2 separate regions of the Mus musculus genome follow, and region 1 is linked to region 2. A link is a contact called in public Hi-C data. All regions are on one chromosome and are shown on one strand. Each heading gives the region's core, a stretch centred on a gene start, on an enhancer-like site or on the middle of the called end of the contact. The rest is flanking DNA. Distances are from core to core; before and after follow the strand shown.

Evidence for each region. A called contact is a pair of places that touch in the nucleus more often than the background predicts.
Region 1: a contact with region 2 is called in a Hi-C map of cerebral cortex, with 3 times the contacts expected there. The contact joins two enhancer-like sites. A contact is called at or near these places in 1 of 15 datasets of contacts at CTCF or cohesin (pro-B cells), 8 of 484 Hi-C or Micro-C datasets (the G1E-ER4 cell line, the HL-1 cell line, cerebral cortex and 5 more) and 3 of 115 datasets of contacts at active chromatin or transcription factors (bone marrow-derived macrophages, embryonic stem cells and microglia).

Annotation. Positions count from the first base shown.
Region 1 is chr6:31,355,691-31,359,653 of GRCm38.p6, forward strand. No RefSeq gene overlaps it. Among named protein-coding and RNA genes, the nearest start is that of Mkln1os, 41 kb to the right of the region's middle. Within about 2 kb of position 1,716, at least 65 of the 459 cell types and tissues checked have an H3K27ac peak or open chromatin away from gene starts, as enhancers often do. A contact at or near this core is called in cerebral cortex and muscle stem cells, where this site is marked.
Region 2 is chr6:31,284,040-31,288,355 of GRCm38.p6, forward strand. All of the region lies in intron 2 of 2210408F21Rik (RIKEN cDNA 2210408F21 gene), which reads left to right. Among named protein-coding and RNA genes, the nearest start is that of Gm38782, 43 kb to the left of the region's middle. Within about 2 kb of position 1,517, at least 96 of the 459 cell types and tissues checked have an H3K27ac peak or open chromatin away from gene starts, as enhancers often do. A contact at or near this core is called in cerebral cortex and muscle stem cells, where this site is marked.

The DNA.
Region 1 (3,963 bases), core at 466-2,965, 72 kb after region 2:
ATGGCAGTCTAGGGCTTCTCTAGTCCACAGCTGCAAACTCTTTCACATTCCCCACCCCCCACAAATTCCAAAGGCCTACCAACCACAAGGTTACTACAGCAGCAACCATACTTCTTAGTATAAATTTCCCTTATTATTAAGTTTTCTGGTTGTCGTGACTGGATTTCCTAAAGAGACTTAAGGAAGGAAGGGTTTATTCTGATTGACAGTTTAAAGGTGTGGTTGGTCCATCATGGCAGTGAAGGAACATCAGGAAGGAGCATGAAGTGGCTGGTCAGTTGCATATGCAGTCAGGAGTGTTTGCTGTCTCCTTTTAAATTCTGCTGCTCCTTGACACCAGCTGATGGGACAGAACTGCCCACATTTAGGGCAGGCCTCCCACTTGAGTTAAACCTTTCTGGAAATGGCATCACAGACATTGTCTCATGGGTAATTCTAAATTCAGTCAGGTTGATAATGATGATTGATTACCATGCACATCCATATTGCCAGCACCTGGGAGGCAGAGGCAGGAGGATTGCAAGTCTGAAGCCAACATAGACTACATAGTGATTTCTAGAGCAGCCTGGGCTACCTAGAGAGCCTGCTTTAAGAAAGGATGGAAGAAAGGAAGGAAAAGAGGGAGGGAGGGAGGGAAGGAGAGAGGGAGGGAGGGAGGGACTCAGTCCATGTCGCTGAGCAGAGTGTCCTGCATATCATACAGAGATATATGACAAATTCCACCGTGGTTGAAAAGTCCATGGTGTAGTGGGACTAGGAAAATGAGGGCCTCAACCTGTCCAGACAAGGAAATGTCACAGATGAAGCAGCACGTGGGCTGATGTTTGAGAGGAATGAGCCTTTCCTCACGAGGCGAGGCAGATCCTGCTCTCCTCCCTCCACAGCACCACACTGTAAAGGGAAGATGGAACGGCGCCTGGCCAATTTTTCAGTTCCCACGGGGAGGAGAGGAAGTCAGTGCTCACTTAAGGAACACGTGTGAGCAGACGTGTGTGTGCATCTTGTGCTCGCTGGGACTGAAAAGGGAACACGCCTTTGCGCCATTTCCCCCCAGTCGTCATGAACTGGGAGTGAAGAACTCTGAGGCGAAGCTGTACAGAGAAGTAACCTGGAGGGATTGTTACACAATGCAGACATCACCTTCTATTTTGTTAATCTAATGATGTATCGCAGCGTGCTCGTTAGCAAGCTCTGCCTTTATTAGTACAAGACAGTCAAGCCAAGCGAGCGGTACAGGTAAGCACCTGAAAAGTGTCTGACACAGGATGCATGCTCGGGATGGCACTAAGGGCATGGTGAGGAAGCAGAGACAGTGTAGTGATGCCAGAGCGTAACGCGGGCAATGGGTAGGAGTGAGGGACTGTGCCGGGATAAATAGCCATGTCCCCATCGCAAGCTCTAAATACCACCCTGGAGATTTATCTTTAATCAAATGCAAAGGAAGCCACCTAGGAATATAGAAAGGAGGGCGGCGTGGGTTTTGAAATAGTAGAACCTGTGCAAAACACTCAAGAACCTGCCTTGATTCTCATCGCATGAAAGGTACCAACCCAAAGATGAACAGTAACAGGACTTTAGAGCCAGCAAGCCTCATCGTCTGGCCAAATCTCGTTGAACAAATCAGGCCCACAAGTACCTTTGCCAAGATCACCCAGTTAAATGCCGGCAGGGCCAGAACAGAAGGAGAACTGCTTTGTCACCAGCCCCACACATCGCTCCTCCCCCTGTACCACAGTGCTTCAGAGCAGTGGAGAGCAGCTGCTGTGCCTGCCTTTAGGCTCCCTAATGAAGACATCAGGGATTTGGAGGCAGAGTCTTTTCCATGGAAGGCCATCTTTTCTGTAGTTCCTCATCTGGTTTGAACCACTATTTTGGAAAAGGGCCATCTTTCAACATCAGATTTCCCTGGGGGACAATCAGAGATGTGCTTAGTGGCCTGCGGGGTACCCTTGTACTTTCTGAGTTTTTCTTGAGAAGATGAGAAGAAAGTAGCAGTGGTTTGAGATCCTGTAAACACTGCCTGGTCCCTTGGCAGCTGGGTATCTTCTGGTTCACCCAAAAGGACCGAGTTCATCTGGCCAGCTGACAGTCTTTAGGGGTCAGTCAAACGTCGGTTTTGTTTGTCTGTTTAAAATGTCACGTAGCTGAACTTTAGTATCATTTTCTGCCTATTAATTCACTACCTCTGGTTTTTTCTGTATGGTTAGATGAATCCATTATTCACATAAATTATTATCAGTCCATCTGCAGTAGGAAATACATTTGTTTTCCAACAGCAAGCGGGTGTTAAGGGACAGCTGTTTCTGATGAGAGCCTTGGATAAACACGGAGTGGTCTGATGCAGGCAGGACTGGTTAGCATTGAGCTGTTTTACAACCGGAGAGCCAGAGCACAAACTGAGAGGAAAGGAGGCAAGGTAACTGCTCACTGGCTCACGAAGACACACGTGCTCTCTCACACCTAGTCCTAGTACTCGGGAGGTAGATGATCACGATGGGTTAGAGTCTAGCCTGAGCTACATAATGAGTTCCAGGTTGGCCTAGGCTACAGAGTAAGTTTCTGTCTCAAAGTGGGGGAAATGTCTCTGAGATGTCGGGGAAAATATATTTCTTAACATTAGGTGTTTTCCTATCTGTAGTTTTCATACCATTGTGGCTCTTGTCTTTTAGTCGCATTGGCTTTGCCTTCCTGGCATGCTGCTCAGTTGATAGCTTAGTTGGTTATTAATGAAGGGTTGGCATGGTTAGGTTTCAAGGAACATAGAGCTGTTGCCTCGGTTCCTGAGAAGCGCATTGGGGGCCACAGACAAGCTAGCTCTTAGACACTAAGAAGTGCTGGGTCTAGCGAGTTAAGACAGGTGTTCGCCATTCACTAACTATGAGAGCTTACACAAATGTCTTAATTTCTCTGGGCCTTTGTTTCCTTATTTGTGACGGGGGAAATAACACGTGTGGTTGTGGGGTGAGATGGATAATCGTGACGGGCAACCTGATTGGGTTGAAAGAGACCAGGGGATGAGTAGAGCCAGCCGCTGGGGGAGATTTGAGAACGGGTGTTACATCAGGAAGGCACTGACCAGTTCTAAGGCTTTAACCCATTATGGGCTCCAGTCTTGAATTATTAGGTGGTGCAACCATGAGAGGTGGCACCTTGTTGGAAGAAGGCCTCACTTCTGTGCTGTGGGTGTGCCTTGGGAGGCCTGCTTGGTCTTAGCCTCCTCCAGTGCTTTCTCACTGCTTCCTGACTTTTACAAGATGGCGAAGCTTTCTTCTCCTCCTTCTTCCTCTGTGATGCTTTGCCTCTTCCTGGCCCAGAAACAATGGGGACAGCCAAACACGGGCTAAGACCTCTGAAACTGTGAGCATGTCACAGAACATGCCATTCTTCCCTTCGATGGCTCCTCAGGCATTGGGTCACCATGATGGGTATGCTAGCTCAAAGGTATTAAAGCCACAGACACATGTGAGGTCCCTTCTTGGTGGGACAGAGTAAGCTCCTGAGTTATTTCCTTTTTGATATACTGAGATCTCATTACTACCACTTTCTTTTTAAATTTAGAATATTTTTTTCTTTTTTAATATTTATTTATTTTTATTTTATGTGCATTGATGTTTTGCTTCCATGTACTATGTGAGGCTGTTGCATCCTGGAGTTAGAGACAACTGTAGGCTGCTGTGTGGGTGCTGGGAATTGAACCCAGGTCCTCTGGAAGAGCAGTCAGTGCTCTTAACTACTAAGCCACCTCTCCAGCCCTAATAGCACTACTTTACCTGAGCTCCAAACAAAGAGTGAAGAGATGGAGACCAAAACATTACTTTCATCTTAGTTCAATTGTGATAAGAATGTGCCAAAGGCCAGGTATGTGATAAGTAAATTCTTGTTTCTCACAATGTTTCTCAAAATTGATTTTGGACTGGAAATCCAAATCAGGGTACTGGCATGATCAGGTTGTGGTGAGGGTCC
Region 2 (4,316 bases), core at 267-2,766:
CAAGCTCCTGATTGTCCCAGAAGCAAAATTCCATGCTGCGTCTCTGTTGTTGTCTTTTCAGCAGCACAGGCCTGTGCTGAGATGAGACAGCTGTGGTCCAATCACAGTGTGTCCCTGCTTTTGTCTGTCTCACTGCGAGGTACAGTGTCTGGGAGGCCCCGTGGGGACTTGCCAACGCTTCAGCGAGCAGCTGGCCATGGTGATTTTACAAAAAGTGCCTAGCCAGGTTCAGCAGCCTCTTAGACAGTTCCAAGATCGTCTTCCAGATGCTCGTTGGTAAAGAATCCGATGGAATAGGCCTGCCTAGGGATTATGCCATAAGGTTTTGTCTGCTGTCAGGGAGGTCTTAAACAAACCACCCTCTCCCGTTGCAGCATGTGGGCTGTTAGGCATCATGCTGAGTAAACATGTTAACAGGAAAACCATTGGAGGTCCCATCAGAGCAACCCACCTCTCTACACTGAGCACCTTCGAGCCCACGTGACACGAGCCTGTTGACGATTAAGCCCGAGTATGCAGCCATGCCCGTTGGACCACTCTTAGCCTCAGAGTTTCATTCTTTGACTTCCTCTTTGAGGATGGAAATGGATTTCTGCTGAGTCACTGCAGCCTTCCTTTCCTCCTGTGGTTGTAAACACAGCCTCTGGAACTGGCTCTATCGCACACTAGCTGTGCAACCTTGGGAAAGTTACCAGAGAATTCTTGACGCCTTCCGTTCCTGATATGTGGCACCTATAACAGCTACCTCAGAAAGTTACTGCCCGGTTTTGGCCCCGGGGAGAGCTGTGAACACTGTGTGAGATGTGTTCTGGGCTGTGTTATTGTTTGCTCTTTGCTGCTGTTCCTCTTGCTGCCTGTTCCGAGTCTGTTCCGGGTACCGCAAGAATGAGAAGATAAAGTAGGTGCCCTCAGTGGGTATACAGTATATATGATAAATCACCGTGCATCTTCTTTGCTCAACAGGTGGGAGGAAGTCACAGCATCTACTTCTGAATCTGTGCTTGCCTTGAGGAAAAACGGCATGGCACAGGAATGTGGACGCTTTCAACCAGAGGATTCTGTACGACGGTGTCGGCACACAGTAAGTGCCGAGCACCATAGAAACGGTTTTTCCGCTTTAATTGTTAGGCTGGCAGAATGAGTGCTGAGACCGAGCATGTGGCCGGAGGTTGAGGGCGAGGAGGTGGTGGTGCTCCTGGGGACGTCTTCCAAGAGGCAGTATCCTTGAGCTCGGCTCTGATCAGTGAGTAGGCGTTAGCCAGTAAGAGAAGAGGGCTAAGAGTGTTCCAGGCAGAAGGAACATTGTGTGCAGAGTTAGGGAGGCGTGAAACAGCACAATACACTCGGGGAACTCCAAGCAGGCAGAAGTACGAGTGGCGCCCCATCCTTACTGAGACATACAGCGTGCGTTTGTTAAATTAGTATTAGAGATTGGAGGCTGGGAAATGTAACGTTGCTTGATCATTCGGGCCTGTAGCATTAAGGAGGAACAACCATTGAGGAGGAAGTGGCTAAGAGGCTTTTAATTGTTCCCTGTATACGTGCTCAGTGCTGTCTTGGATCTGCATCAACCACTCCTTTTTTTTTTTAACCCCCTTTCCTTTTTTTTTAATTTTATTTTTTATTTATTTATCTTTTTGCTTTTTTTTTTTTTCCAAAATTGAGATAAATTTTCATGTAGCCCAGGCTGGTCTCATATTTCCTGTGTAACCAAAGATACCCTTGACTTCTGTCTTCCCTGCTTTTACCTCCAAAGTGCTGAGATTACAGGCCTATGCCAGCATGCCCAGTTTTATGCGGTCATGGGGTTCTAGTCTTGGCCTTTGTGCAAACTAGGGCAAGCGTTCTATCCACTAAACCGTATCCTCAGCCCCTTCTTATCCTCTTCTACGGGAAGTAAACCCTTTTCCTCCAGAATGACAGAGATGAATCCGAATGGAGAAGCTGGGGTCCCAGAATTGGTACCAACACTTCTATGGGTAACACATTGCTTTAGATCAGAGGTCAGCAAACCCTGTCCTAAAGGTCGGCCCCAGTGCAGTGCCCTGGCCTAGGAGTCCATCTACTAGGACAGTTCATCCCTCTGTACACATTCGCTCATCCTCCTACAGGTTGGCCTATGCTCGGCCAGTAACAGCAGGTTCAAGAGAGACACTGGAGGTAGGCCCTTGAGGCTCGGCTTGGACTCAGCACAGTTACTTCTGGTCCATTCTGATAGCCAGAGCCAGAGAGAGGCACAAAGCCAACCTGGATTGGAAGGGTCCAGCATGCAGCCCCAGTTCTTGATCAGAGCTGCTGCAAAGCGACTCTGCAGACAGCAGGGAGACTGGAGGGACAGAACCTGGCCGTGTTTGAAATCCCAAGCAATCGATCATACTCTGGAGCAGCACGCATCCCAACCACAGATTTTTTTTTTTAAATGTCGTCTCTGGGTCTCACGGGGAAAGATGTATTCATCATACCTGTCTGTTCAGCCCCCACCCACAGCTATGAGTCATCACTCTCTTCAACTGAAGGGACCATTATCCTCTAGCACATGACAGACACAGAGGGGGAGGAGAATGGGGCTCCTTGGTGAGGCCCAGACCCACATTCCTGCCCCTACCTGATGAATTTCACTAGGGAACCAGGCTCGATTTTAACCCATTAAAGACATAAAGCAAATTGTTATCCCAGATGAAACCAGTGGCTGAACTGAACATCCTTTGGGACTAATGTCTAAACAGACCTACACAAAATACTCTTGCTCATCACTCCGTGCCCCACTTAAATGCAGGTGGCATTAAAATTGGTCACTGATGTCTCTCTGTCTAGATGGGACTGAACCAACAGATATGGGACAGCTCCTTTACTCACTAGCTGTTGGCTGGTACCCCACCCCCACCCCATTATTGCTCTCTCTCTCTCTCTCTCTCTCTCTCTGTCTCTCTCTCTGTCTGTCTGTCTCATGTGTCCAGTGTGTGTGTGTGTGTGTGTGTGTGTGTGTTGTGTGTGTGTGATGTTTCTATTTCTTGGGGTACATGTGCGTGTGTGAGGAGGTCAGAGGTAAAACATGGAATGTCTTCCACAACCACTCTCCATGCCGTTTTGTTTTGTTTTGTTTTGTTGTTTTTCTTTGTTTTTGTTTTGTTTTTGTTTTTGTTTTTGGAGACAAGTTGTCTCTGATCCTGGAATTCATCAGTTTGGCTAGACTGGCTGACCAGTGAGCCCAGGGCTCCCCCCATCTCTGCCTCCCTGCCACTGGGGTTAAAGATGCATGCCATCATGCCTGACTTTACAAGGGTACCTGGCATCCAATCCCAGGTCCAGATGCCTGCACAGCAAGCATTCCACCAACTGAGCCACCTCCCTAACCCATGCTCCTGCTCAGCTTGTCAAGATAGGGTCTCACCCTCTAGACCTGATTGGTCCCGAACTTGTGGCAGTGTTGAATTTATAGTCAGGGGCCGCTGTGTGATTTTTTTTTAAAGTTTCTTGCCAGAAATTCATCACTGTTATCAAACTTGTTTCAATAAAGAGTGTTTAGTATAAAGAACAAGGATGTCAAAAACCCTTCATTGCAGTCCTTTCCCTGGTGCCAGGGGATGGCAGAGCACAGAACTCATAGATAACACTTGTTTGTTAAGAACTTCCTGAAAGGTGACAAACAGAAACCAAACTTTCAGTCAGACAAAAACCACATGGCTTAGGTTTGAGAATATTCCTTCTGTTCCAAAGCCACTCAGGGGTCCTTCGGCGTCTGCAGGAAGCTGACGCCCTGACACCAACTTCCATGGAGTTGCTGCTGTTGAGACTTCTGTAGGAACAGCATTCGTGGGTGGAAGGAACATGCCAGATCTCAGGGAACTATTAGATGCCTGTTGACTCAGGCGGCAGGACCAGCTGTGAACAGGAATGTATTTTTACGTAGCTGCAGTGGAAAGGAACAGGCCTGTTGAAATTATTGCCGAGGTGGGGACAGAACCTGCTGGGATATTTGTGGAAGGTTTGGTTTATGGGGGATGAGGAGATAGAGCTGTCTCAGGAGGTACAGCTTGAAGATTCTAAATTCAGAATTAATGCTGGGCATAATGGCACATGCCTTTAATCCCAGCATTTGGGAGGTGAAGGAAAGGGGATCAGGAGGTCAAGACCAGCCTTGGCTACATGAGACACACACACACACACACACACACACACACACACACACACACAGAGAGAGAGAGAGAGAGAGAGAGAGAGAGAGAGAGAGAGAGAGAGAGAGAGAGATTTTGATTGATTTTCTTGGATAGGTCACATGATTGAATGATATAGCTACCAGGTAAAGTCCTTTCAAA